Linked DNA regions of Anas platyrhynchos: region 2 is linked to region 1. A link is a contact called in public Hi-C data. All regions are on one chromosome and are shown on one strand. Each heading gives the region's core, a stretch centred on a gene start, on an enhancer-like site or on the middle of the called end of the contact. The rest is flanking DNA. Distances are from core to core; before and after follow the strand shown. Region 1 holds the start of SLC9B2 (solute carrier family 9 member B2). Region 2 overlaps SLC39A8 (solute carrier family 39 member 8).

Evidence for each region. Hi-C and Micro-C count contacts between places; a contact is called where the count stands out from the background.
Region 2: a Hi-C map of liver shows a contact between it and region 1, with 1.8 times the contacts expected there. The contact joins the enhancer-like site here to the promoter of SLC9B2 in region 1. A contact is called at or near these places in 2 of 8 Hi-C or Micro-C datasets (liver and subcutaneous adipose tissue).

The regions. Positions count from the first base shown.
Region 1 is chr4:9,784,329-9,790,870 of IASCAAS_PekinDuck_T2T, reverse strand. SLC9B2 (solute carrier family 9 member B2) reads right to left here and starts at 3,511. Exons shown (of 13, transcript XM_072036965.1): 1 at 2,269-3,511; 2 at 1,088-1,211; 3 at 1-21. The coding sequence starts at 11. It overlaps BDH2 (3-hydroxybutyrate dehydrogenase 2), which reads right to left. Exons shown (of 10, transcript XM_072036970.1): 10 at 3,951-6,046. The coding sequence ends at 5,993.
Region 2 is chr4:9,978,321-9,984,993 of IASCAAS_PekinDuck_T2T, reverse strand. It overlaps SLC39A8 (solute carrier family 39 member 8), which reads right to left. Exons shown (of 12, transcript XM_072036969.1): 3 at 872-1,048. Among named protein-coding and RNA genes, the nearest start is that of SLC39A8, 9.5 kb to the right of the region's middle. Within about 2 kb of position 3,808, at least 2 of the 8 cell types and tissues checked have an H3K27ac peak or open chromatin away from gene starts, as enhancers often do. A contact at or near this core is called in subcutaneous adipose tissue, where this site is marked.

The sequences.
Region 1 (6,542 bases), core at 2,262-4,761:
TCTTTCACCATTGTGGCAAACCTAATGAAAGCAACAAAGATAGAAAAGTTACAGAAGTAATATTATTTTCCATACACAAAACTTTTCAATGATATTATATTCTTCCTTATAAAACAGGTGAAAAAAAACAAACCTCACAGCCCAATTTGAAGAATATACACAACTTGCATTCTACAAGGCTGAGAAAACATGGCTCTTTTTTACAGCTTATATCCAATGAAAGATACTTCTCAGAGAGAGGGATAGTAAGCTCCAAGCTGACTGTGGGTAATTATCATCGTATTTACTTAGATTAAATGGTCCATTGCTGGTTCTGTTGATGGTAACAAGAGATATGTCAGTGTCCTAAATGAAATTGTATATGGATATTTACTGTAATTTCACAAGTCTGAGTTAATAAGAGTTGCATGCACATGTCTGAAGACAAGGCTTAGAGTTCTTTGTCACAGCAGCTCCACCGACTACCTATCAATGCCAACAGCTTTTTCTTGAAGCCCTGTACCTTACTCTGGCCGTATAAAACACAACTCAAGTTGTGCCAGAATGCTTGAGCCAACAAATTCCTTCCTTGATGAATTGCTGGAAGCAAATCAGGGACCTAATTCTCACAATTATCAAGCCTTGGGTTTATAATATGTTTGAGATCTGGGAAAGATCTCTTGAGCAAAGACAGGGCTGTTTTAACACCTGGGTGGTTTTATTTGAGTTGTTCTGATATGAAACTGGATTGAGATGTAGCTAAGGCATAGAGAAAGAATACAAAACCATAGTTTCAGTGTATTCCAATTTAATGGCTTTGCTCTCTTTTCTTTTTGAATTGAAGATATTTACTTTCAGTACCTTCCTACATTTTTAATTACTGTTTGTGGATCCAAATAGCAGTGGCAGTCTTTTTTTTTTTTTTTTTTAAAGCATCATAAGTGATACTTCTGTTTTTCCTCAGAGGAAAGATTCAAGATCTAAAATTCCAGGAAAGATTCAAGATTTTGCCTAGGCACCGGGGCCAGGAATCCACAAATGCCAGTCTAGTCACTGGACTAGAACGCATCAGCAAGCTACCAGCTCTTCCCTCCTTCCCTTCACTAACCATTTCCTCAGGTTTTCCTCAGGAGCTGCTGCCTGTGAGGGACCCGTGCTGGGGCAGTTTGCTCCTGAGGGATGGACCCTGTGGTACGGACCCACATCTGGCACAGTTCTGGAAGAGCAGCTGCCTGTGGGAAGCCCACGCCGGATCAGTTCACCAAGGACTGCATGCCGTGGGTGGGACCCCACAGCACAGGGGACGAGAGTGACCGAGAAGGAGCTGCAGAGAAGAAGTGCTGTAGACTGACCATGACTCCTGCTCACAGTGGCATAAAGGAGAGGAAAGATTCACTGAGCAAGGGGATGGGGTTCTCTGCTGCTGGGCAGGGATTGTTTCAAGGTGGGAATAGAGGAATGTGATAGCGTGCGCTCTGCCTTTGGGCTTTGGGGAACAGGTCTTCATCCTGTCAGGTTCTTACTGCAGCTACATTTGAGTGATAGGAAGTGGGATGAATGAGCTCAAAGCAAGTAGTTGGTTCATAAGCAAAGCACAGGCCCATTTTAAAACCAACCTTCCTCCCCCCCAAAAAAAACACAACACACATACAAAAGAAAACAAAAAAGCCCCCAAATACACAAGAAAAAAGACATACACAGAGGAAAAAGCAAACAAAACGTCACCCTCCGTGCAAACAAAATCAGGGATTGAGAAACCATGTGGCAGAACTCACAGCCCCCTGTTAAGGCTTGTATTGTGGAAACCAGCCAGTACCAGGCTTATTTGAGTACATCTCTGTAAAATATACTTCCCTTACTGTTGAAAAAGAAAGGCTTTTTATAGCAGTTTTTATTAGATCCTCTGATTTTACTTGTTTTTCATAGGAGGGAGAAGAAAAGCGGGGGAGAGCAGGGCTCAAAAGATGACTGACGGGCAGCATGTGCATGCCGATATTTTTAGCCCTATTGCCCTGGTGACGGTCAACAGTCTGCTTTGCGCGCACACAGCCCAGAAAGGAACGCAAACAAAATGCCACCAGCACTGCCAGAGCAACTAATGCTCAGATTTAAACAAAAAGCGACAGCCGTCACCCAGAAAAAAGGCGTAAGGAAACCCTGATGCAATCTCCTTCCCCACCTCCCCCAGCAGCTCCCGCCCTGCACAGCTGGGGAGCAGTCCCTGGGTTGCTCCTCCTGCTGCATCCAGCTGCAGGGGATGGAGATGCAACAGGACGGAGGGAAACTTACCTGGGGAACGGCAGCATTCAGAGAAAAGACCATGCCCCTGGGCAGCCCCTCCAGCACACGGAGATGGAGAGGTGCTAATCCGCTCCCTGTAAGCAGGAACAGCTCCGTGCCAGCTCTGGCTCCTCCTCCCCTGCTGCTGCCGCTAGTCCAGCGCAGTCCCTCCTCCACAGCTCCACAAGATGAAGCAGCAAGGCCCTCAATCTGCAGCTTGGGGGGACCTATAAAGGCTTCCCAGATGTCACTTTATCTCCTGGTGCTGTAGATAGTGGTCCCCCGGGGCAGTGGAGGGGTTGGGGTGGAAGGCAGGTGTCAGGGGTGTTTGGGCAATGGAGCAGCCCTGAGCCCACAGCACCTTAGAGGAACTGCACTGGGACAGGCAAGAAAATGAAAGCATTTGCACATCTGTGGTGCTCCTGAGAAAATCCTGCTGCTTCTCAAAGGAGCGAGGGTGCCCACCTCAGCTGTAAGTACCCCGAGGGGATAAGAGAGCTGCTCTCGCAATCTCATTTTGCAAGCCATGCTGGGAGGAGCATGTGAAAGTAGATTCAAGTGCAACACGTTGCTACTTTGCTCCTTGTAGCATTACACGCAGCAAAAGCAACTGCAAATCTGAAGGAAAAAAAAAAAAAAAGCTGTTTTGTGATCAGATTAAATTTCCCTGAAATGCTCAGAAGGTGAGACATCTCTTAAAGCCTCCCCAAGAGAAAAGCTTGCCCTAAAATCTGAAGAGTCACACTCCTCTTCATATCATCACTGGGGTGACAGGAGATGAAATGAGATAACCCAGATCCATAAAAACAGACCAGGGAATTAAGAAGTCACAGGGGTATTTAAAAACATTCTCCTTTGATAATTCTGGGGAAAAAGCCTCCTAGACCATCCATGACATGGACATGCCCCCTAGACATCCGTGAAAATATGTCGATGTGTGAACAGCTCAAATTCTGAAATGCAACACATGCTCTGCTAGCAAAGCAAGAGACAGAAATATGCTTTTTTTTGTTTTATCATGTTGTTTATCATGTTTATCATGACAACTAACTTCACTGAAAAATGTATCTCCCTGTGCTTTTATTGTAATATAATAAGTGGATGGCTTCTCCTTTTCTTGCAGGTGTGCTTTATCAAAAAAAAACACATCTGAGTATCATTGGTGTATGACAGTCACCAGAGAGCTTAGAAACGTTTACTAATGAAGTTCTCTTTGCAATAAGTATATTGAAGTTTCTCTCAGATTCATAGTTCTGTTTTCAAAATGGACAGTGCAAGTTTCCTGACCTGCTGCAGCAGGGAGATCCTTTCCAAGGCCAGCCTTCTGTACCAGCTACAGGACGACAACTTTGGCCTTCGTATTAAGCTCTGAAAACACAAACTGTATCCTGTTGGCCTGAACTTTCAGCATTTTCATTTACCTCAGTGAGCATCGGTGGAGCTGTTTTGGATAACTTTGGATTTTTGCCTCAACTTTATCCTGCTTGGCTGCTGGGTCACTTTATTGAAATACTAGAGAACATGCCCAAAATCCCATGAACCAACTACACAGATCAGAACGTCCCAGCCGTGATTAAAGCTAAGAGTTAAACCCATAACAAGTCTGAGGAATACGGCCTCCACAATGCTTTCTCATTTTAAGCTTTTAAGTACAGTTTTACAAACAAGAAGCTTGCTGTTAACCAGACATGTTGCACGTCTTTGAAATCAATCTCTATTAATGGTTCAGCAAATATCAAAAAAATTAAGCAATCACTTAAAAACATGGCAGTCATTACAGAAAAATGCATAAAATAGAGTACATTTTCCCCCATGATTTCTGATTACTGACCAATCAAACTCATTGATCATTTATTCCCCCCATATCTATACCAATTTCATAGATATGAAAAAAAACGCAATTGCATACAGCTTCATTCACAGACTAGATTCACAGAGCTATGCTGAATTTCTTAACACAGCCATATTTATAGGAAGTCAGTCTTTTAAATTTGTTGTTCACGTAAATTTTAATGGTATGTTAGCAAACCAAAAAGATTTGGAATTCCAGCCTGTTGCCTTAAATGTTTGGGTTGTGATTTCTCCCCCCTCTCCAGAGTATGAGCCTTTACCACAATAGATTTCTGATTCATAATCAAAGCTTCAATGTGCTACCACAACAAAAATATCAGCACAAGCTCTTATAGAAACTTAAGTCTGTGTTTTAGCAAGACCAATATTGGTATTTGAGAATTCAGCAATAGATTATCTAAGCCTAGCACCTAGTCTACAGAGCTGGCAGTATTTGTCCAGCAATACATTCATTAGTGTATCCTTTTGGAAGGGGAATATATTGGCTGTGGATAAAGTGGTAAAACTCACTCCTTTGACTTGCCAGAAGTCAAACGTGTTCATGAAGATCCATCTGTCTTTTTCAGAATACTTCTCTATGTATACACGCCTACCAGTGACATCATTGCACAGTACTTTCTGTACAATGCAGACAGAAAAGACGCTGTGAAGAATTCCAAGATAATTTTAGGATTAATCTATACTATTAATGACATATTAATGGTCATGTCATTCTCCTAGTACAACTTTTCGGGACTAGCAAATACACTCATTTTCAAAGTGATTGCAAAACTACCTATGATTTTCTATGCTCTCTACGTGCCATAAGCCTTAGCCTTTTAACAGCTATTACAGCAGGTTCATCTGCATCATTTCCACTTCATGAAAACAGTGTCTATAATCTTTGTATGCTTGAACAAAAAGCCCCAAACCTCTGAAACTATACAAGGCTGCTAGTTATACTGCTTCTACTTGCAATCTGTTGTTCTGTATTTTGGGCTATGACTTACTATTTCTCCAGATTCCAACAGCCTAACTTCCCTTTCCATAGGTGGAAAAAGGATATTGCAGTTGCATAAATCAGCTGTGCATGTACACCGACTCTTTACTGTATGCGCAGGAATTTGTTGTGCCCATTTACTATGTATCTATACATTTGTCAGATGGTCAGAGACCATCTGACAAAGGCACCTTCCACTTTGGATTTCTAAGTGTTGTCAGACTTGGGACAGATTCTTTTCAACAATTCAACACAGATCATTTTTCTACAGTTATTACAGAGAACAGAAAAAAATCATAATTTGCAAAGCAGGATGGACTTTAACATATAATTTGCAAGAACTAGTATGCTCTCTAATATAGATGCATCTATCGACAGTTACAGAATGATTCAAACACGCTATTATTTCTGCCGTCCTCTGTTGTTCGAACCACACTTAGTTCAGTAATTGTTCAGCTGGTTTAAAAGTAGTCTGTTTTCTCTGGGTAGCCTGCTAATGCTGGTAGGAAGTCTAATTGTCAACCTCCAAATATTTTGCAGACTGAAAATAAGGGTAGTATTTAATTTCTTTAATTTAGATTTGCTTAAAGTAAGATTTTTATCTTGTATCTTAAATAATATTCTTTGCACATTGATATCTGAAAGGCTAAAATCCTGCTCATGCTCCAGGAGTTACCATAAAAAGAAGCAACATGAAATATGTTTTACTCCAATGTTTCACCATTTAGAGAAAAGTGAATCTGTAAAATCAATCTAGAAATAGATCACAATCATAAAAATGCACCAGATTTGTATGGATGACATCATGTGAGTGATTTAAATCTATGCAAACTCTTAACTGAGAAACATGACCCTCACTTCTTGCCTTTAATAGTGTAAGTCTCCATCTGCAGGTAGAGTTGATCACAAGCTCCATCCTCCATCAATGATGAGTTCGTTGCCAGTCATGTAGGCAGACTGAAATTACATAAAAGGTAACAATTTTTCATTATTATGTATATATATTTACAGCTGTTAAGTATAAGGAAACACTGTTGCCTGTATTACAAAGAGGTCTGGATAAATACAATATAAACAAACTTAGAAATGGAATCCTGATTAACTCAGAGGAGTGTAGCAAAAAATAGTATTAGAGGCATTAAGATGAAAACACATCCTGGATGGGCAAAATCACATAAGCTAGACTTCTCAGATTTTACCTGCAGGAATAATATCTTACACTATGATATTGTTAGTTCCATTCAGCTGAGCAGAATATGACTAGGTCCGCCTATAATTACAAGGGGAACTAAATGAAAATTGAGATGGTGCAGAAAAGTGAGGTAAAGAACTGAGTTGGTACTTTATATCAGTACAGAAATATAATGGAATATATTACAAAACTGGAATCGCACATGGTTGAAAACCCATGACCAGACTGGAAAAAGTTGGTAGCTTCACAGAAACACTGGAG
Region 2 (6,673 bases), core at 2,559-5,058, 190 kb before region 1:
AACACCCTGTTATTACTACTACTTCTGTATTCTTCCCAAAGTTGACATTTTTACAGCCAGACTGTAGGTGGCAGCAGTTCTACAGTTATTTATTTTGCCTGTTTCGTGAAATTCGGTTGTGGGAGTACAGTCAGAATGAAGACAAAAAAGCAGCCTTCTCTCTCTGGTTGTCAGAATAATAAGATGTAAAATGTTCTTGTTTCCAAAGGGTTGGTGGTTTGTTTGTTTTTTTATAACCCGCTGGAATTTGATCATGCTTTGGGTCTAAGAAAGTAGAGTTAATTCTCTTTGGGGTGTGCTAAGTCATCTTTCTCAGGGAAGGGAGATGCACTGTATTTTTTTTAGAACAGAATTTATGGCCACCTGGGCATATTTTGATATCTAGAAGCAATACTGTATGATTTCCTTCAAAAATATATCATTCTCTTGTGTTTGATAAACACTGGACAAGTGGCAAAAGCTGAAGTAGGCATTTAAAAAAAATCACTTAGAACCATAAGATTCAGTTTTATGGATTGTGATTCAATATTCAGTGTGAAAACAGAGAAATCCAGATTAGTGGTAAAATCTGGACAGAAGTAGAACTGATTCTCTGCTGAGTTAAACAAATTTGGCCTGTCTGCCACAGGATTGGAGCTAGTAAAACCAAACTAAATTCAAATTCTTCCTAAGCTCCTTAATGAGCCTGGTACAGTTAAGGTGTAACCCAAACATCACAAGTTATATATTTTTGTGCATGCAGTTATACAAAGAATATTATGGCTATAGTATCAGACTCAGCAACACTACATCAGTGTTCATGTAGGTAGTATATCTTTATGTACCAACACCCATACCCTCCCCAAAATACTCCATGACTATCTTTACTTACATGATATTATCTTTTATTCACCCCTCCAAGTCCCTGTTTGCCAGATGAGCAGCGGTATCTTGTCCTATTTTCCTTGCTGTACATGTATTCCTGTATCTTGTTCAGTGAAACTTGGTAACACTGAGGCTGGAGGCATGTTGTTGATGTGCCCATGGCTTTTTTTAATGTTACTTATACCTACAATAAAGCCAAACAAAATTAAGATTATAAATGCAGCTTCACAATCACCTTTTGAGTTGGTCCTTACCTGCCAGAGAACACTGTCAAGGCACAACAAAGTTGAAAGTTGCAGCCTCTCAGCCACTTGTAGCCCTAATACTTCAGCAGCCAAGGCTTCCCTCCACCTACACACTGGAGTCCTGACTGTCTGTTGTTGTTGGTCTTATGTTTGTTTGTTTTTCAAGTATCAGTTAGCCTTAGCATTGATGTCCTTTAAGGAGACATTAGATCCAGTCCTTAACAAAACAACCTTGAGAGCATGGCTTTAAGGAGATTACTGCTGTTAAAACGAATTTTGTATTAAGACAAAAGGTAAAAACAAAGCAAAGTTACCACAAAGAAAACAACAGTCAAGTCAGTAGTGCTGGACTTGATGATCTGTATCTGTACTGCCAAAAGTGAAATGGTTTGCATCACACTGTAATGAACCCACTACAGCATTCAGCACTGAAGCTAGCTCTGAGACCTGGAAATCCGGCCCCAAACTAGGCAGGCTTCAATAAAGAAAATATCCCTGTTTACCCTCAGCACCAATTTTATCTAAATTAATTATTGCCCACTATTTGACTTAGACGATTAAAGAGTGAATCCGATCATGGGATTGCAGATCTCAATATAACCCACTACATTTCAGGTTCTGTACGTGGTAAAAACTGTTAGAATAATTTTAGGTCTCTTTACCAGTATTGTTTTAGTTTGATGATAAATATTCATTTCAGATCAATTGGAAGAGGTGAACTTCCTTAGAAGCTATAGAAAAACAACTCAGTGTCCTTCACCTCCTCAAAGTTAGAGCTTAAGAGCGTCTCTATAAATTTACGAAGGAAATCCAGTGGTACACCTCTGGCTACAGCCCAATCTGTGCATGATGGATCACACCCTAAGGCATCCTGACCCCATAGCAAAGGAAAGATCAAAATCTTTCAGCCTCTGGCATATTGGTTTCTGTAGGCAGGTCTTCATTTGAAGTAACTGGAGGACCAAGATCCCTAGGCATGGCGTGCACCTTGCTATGGAACCTCTCACATTGTGTGTGCCCACTTCCCAGTGATTTTCAACTCTTCCTCCATACGTCATTTTCTCAGCTGGATTTTGAAGCTAACTCTCCAACTCCGGCGGATACTTCATGTAACATTAAGCACATTTCGGAAAGTGATGTTTGGGGGTTCTGCTTTCTGGTTTTCTATGTCACAGCCTAAACTTGTCTGCAGAACCTCCCTGTGTCACTCTTACCCATTGCACCAAAGAGTCAGTTCCTCTCTAGCACTTCTCAAAAGCCCCTCCACACAGCTGGAAACAAGAGCCCCCGCCTTCACCCAGTTACCCATTTGCCTTGGCAAGCAGAGCATCTATAACATTCTGCAGCTCAACTCCTGCTAGTTCATTCCTTCTACTTGTTTTTCATGCTGGGGCTTTCCTTGATCACAAGCTTACAGTGCTCATCAACAGTGCCACAGTTCTGCCAATTCTGGTGAATCTTGTTAAGGCATAGCCTAAAAACACTCAGAGGGTACAGACCGTCTCTTCCAGGAGACAGGCTCACAACTTAACATTTTCTCTGCAGAACCAAGCCCTAAATCCCTCAGGAAGCTGAAACAGATTCCTTGCCACAGGATCACAAAGTACATGAGTTCTTCAAAAATAGAAAGGTTTAGAAAGGTTTTCTGAAAGATTTCTCATCATTCCACACTTTTACTCTGTAGAGCTCAGGAAAAGTGGGAAAAAAATGGCATCTTAAAAGCACTTAAACTCACCCTTTTGGTAAGTATCTCACAAATTCCATATGCAATAAACCATGCACTATGGCAGCTCTAGAGAAACTAAACTTTGAGCTCCTGGTGGGGCTCTTCAGGCTGTCATATGACATCTTAATTAGCCTCCTATCAGGTGATGAGATCTTCATCAGGTGACCGCAGTGCCAATGTGCTTTTACTGGTACCCTCAAACACATAGTTTCTTCTCTCTGCTAACCTATAGAATGTTTAGAAAACTGTTATTTTAAGTCATTTCCTTAGCTCTGTGACCTTCTGGTGCACTACAATTCTTTGGCATCTGGTTTTGTTGTGGAAACCCTTCACACTGTGGCAAGCAGCACACAGTACCCAGTTGTCTGTGCAGGTTAGCGTTTAATGGGATGGATTAGATGGAAATCCACTGGGGCTTTTTCTGTTTGTTCTCTCTCAAGTTTGTCTCTTCTCTTATGTGGCCAAGACAGATGCTGAAATATTGACTCCATTTACTCAGAATTTCCTCTCTGGTCCTCATTAAACAAGTTTAGATTAATGAAGGAAGTCTGACACACTGCCCTCTTTTTTTATTTTTTTTTAAGATATATTTTAGCAAGTCTGGAGATTCCAGAGCTGCTGTTCATAGTTCAGGAGAAGTACTTGACTAACAGAAGTCTGACTTGTGAACATTACCAAATCTGGAAATTTTGGAAACTGTTCAAGTAGTCATACTCCTTTTTAAGCTAGATGTTGAAAACAATACAACTATTTTCTTTATGGATTTGAGGGCAGGATTAATTTTGAGGTGATTTCCTTTATTTAGATCAGAAATACACCGTCTTACATATTTTATATCCATTGTGTTTGTTCTGTAATGCCTCTTTCAAGCATTTCCACGCAAGCCAAAATGGAAAAGATTTAGCAATCAAAACCAGTGGGAGCTTCCCTTAATAGAAATGACCAGCAAGGATTTGGCAACGTATTCTGTTGATTGCACACATTCTAAACAGAGTCCAGAGGAGGCCCTTACAGCAGTCTTGGCACTGAAGCACACACAGGAGTTAAAAGGAGGCAGATCGTGTTTTTTCCATGATATGGCTTTGATATATGCATGGAAAAAGGGCACTTTGCATAGCTATTAAGACAACTTAATAACAAACATAATAAATCTAAATAGCTGTTTTTCTGCTAAGGGGTAACGTGAAGGAAAAGAAAGACTCGTGGTTGGTTTTGGCCCCTGGGTAAAGAACTGTAACAGGTTTGGACATGCACTTCATGTGATCAGGCTTCTCCACTGAAATCTCTGACCTGTTCTGGTACAAACATGAATCACAGTCTGAGTGAGAAACTCTGCTGCAGTCCTCAGAAAAATCACAAGGTTCCTGGTAGCTTGAGATGATAATGTCCTCATTTGTGGCACTACCTGAACATTTCATGACTTCACATTTACAGTATTTTGTCAATTTTGTCACAAGTAAGGAGTTACATGTTTATGTGGGGAGGAAGGGGGGATAAAGATCAATGACTTTTGAAGTATTTTTCCCTTAAAAAAAGTTGAGTATAAGATTTCTTCACATCAAGAACTAATAAACATCTGAGATGCAGCGGTGCCTGACAGTTTGAGGTCATATTGGATGAAAGTTAGTAGAGGTGGATTTCTTTTTTTAAAATGTAGGTCACAGTGATAAAAGGCATCAGTTTTATAGTGCAGTAATCTACTTTGCAGGTTACCTTCCTGCTCAGCATTTCTGTTTCAGCTTGTACAGCTCACAGCAGAGCATTTTTTAGAGAGGGAATCACTAGCTCTAGTTTTAGCGAGAGCATTTGTCGGCTAATGATGCTACTTTGTCACATAAAACATTGAGAAGATGTAGAAGATGAGTTGTATGTAATTTGATCAAATCTCACCTTTTCCAGTTTCAAGTTTATTCAATGCTCTTCCAAGGTTTTAAAGCCCCAGCTTAATTAAACTATTGGTAGATCAGGAGACTGACCTGTGGCAGCTATTCAGTTTTCATCTTCATACAAGTTGCAGTAATTAATACAACCAGAAAAAAAAGAAAAGACATACTACTTACTGCATGTTATTGGAGGATCAAAATAAGATTAAGTGTTTTTGCGTCTATGTCAATCCAAACCACAGTTTGGAGACTTGTTTGCTTGACACATTGCTTGTTTGTTTGCAAAGTAGGAAAGAATAAAGGTTACATGTGCTACTAAACAGGAATTGGTCACCAGCTATTGCCTTTATTTTAGCTTTTCTGACTCTTTCTCCAGTCTTTGGCTTAAAAGATCAGAGTTTCTAAGTTATACTGAAAATCTACATATAAAACCCAGATTCTGAGCCTTTTGCTCTAACAATAAGTTCGTTTTTATATTATGAAGGGGGCTGATTATATTGCTAGTATTAACAACCTATTGATGAGTACTTCTTATCAATAAGTGATTATTTTCAGCTCATAACTTCACCAGAATTCCTTTGTTTTGTATGGAAGTTGCCACTCTATGGCATCTGAATTGTTAGGATAGGGATGGTCTGGAGAAGAACCACACGTTCAAGAGACTGCATTCCATAGGGCTCCCATGACTTTTCCAGCATTAGCTGGGAGGATTATAGCAAACAAAGCAACTCTGGAAGAGAGAGGATCTTCTCCTTAATTCTGCCCAAATAAGCTGTTATGCCTCCTCTGCTGTGCCAGAGTTCTTCTGTGATTCTGGTCACATCACTTAAACCAAACTTTTCACAGGTAGTCTGTGTTCCTCATTTTCTATTTGCTTTACTTGGACACTGAAGCCTGATTGCAGAAGTGCTGAAAGTACTCATATCTGCAACAGAAGTCAATGAGGGCAAATATCTGGGGAAAAAAAAAAAAAGTACTATACCAGTGTGTACCGACATTTCTAGATTCTAGTCCTGGAGGACCTGCTGTGTCAAATAGCAAGTGAGTCTTCTAGTTGCACGACCCCCTCCTACAAGTAGTGTTATGGGATGGAGCAAGACATAGGATGCAGGGCCATAGAAATTGTCCAAGTATCGGACAGATTGATCTTAAGTTATAGTGTGTCCATATTGTCTCTTGAGATAAAAACTGTGGGAAGAATTAGGAACAATCTGAGGCACAGAGAATCTAACATTCATATCTTTGATCAACATTTCTCCCGACTTCTGTTCTATATCCTTCGAATAAGAACAGCATCTTTGTCACAAGGAGAACATTTTTCTAACCTGGCTAGACCACAGTCAGATTCCAGCAGGCTCAGCTGGACCTCCCCAGAAGCATTCATGAAATCATGACTCCCATTTTACCTTCTTGCAGACCTATGTACAGCTTGCAAAGCTAAGCCTTGCTTCAAGAAACATTTGAGCAGTTTTGAAAATGCTGTGCAGACTTACTATTTGCAGCCACATGGGCCCACTGTTAGGATGTTTTCCAAACCTGTAGGGAAAGCAGAGATCCTTCCTCAGCTGCCAGCCCTACACCCAGGTAGGTCAACAAGAGTTTGCCCTTGATGTGAATGCAAGCAGAACTAAGTTTTCACTATGCTATCTAAGGGAGTGTCTTTGGGTGCAGCCAATTGTTGGCAACACAGCGCTAAAAGTTGGTAAGAGTTGCTGTAAATACACCCAAGGGCTTAAACAGTAGTCTCATATTCTTATTTGGACGTCTAGGTAAATAGATGCATTTGGAGACTTTGCAATTCTATTTCCCTACCCTCAGGTCAGAAAACTCACATGGAGACCTGATCTCTAAGTGCACAGTGCTGAGACCCTGAGCCTGTACAAGCATTCGCACCAGTGCCCTAGCACTGCGTGGGGTTCCTTAGCCTTAAGAGCAGGGCAGGCTATGCAAGCACA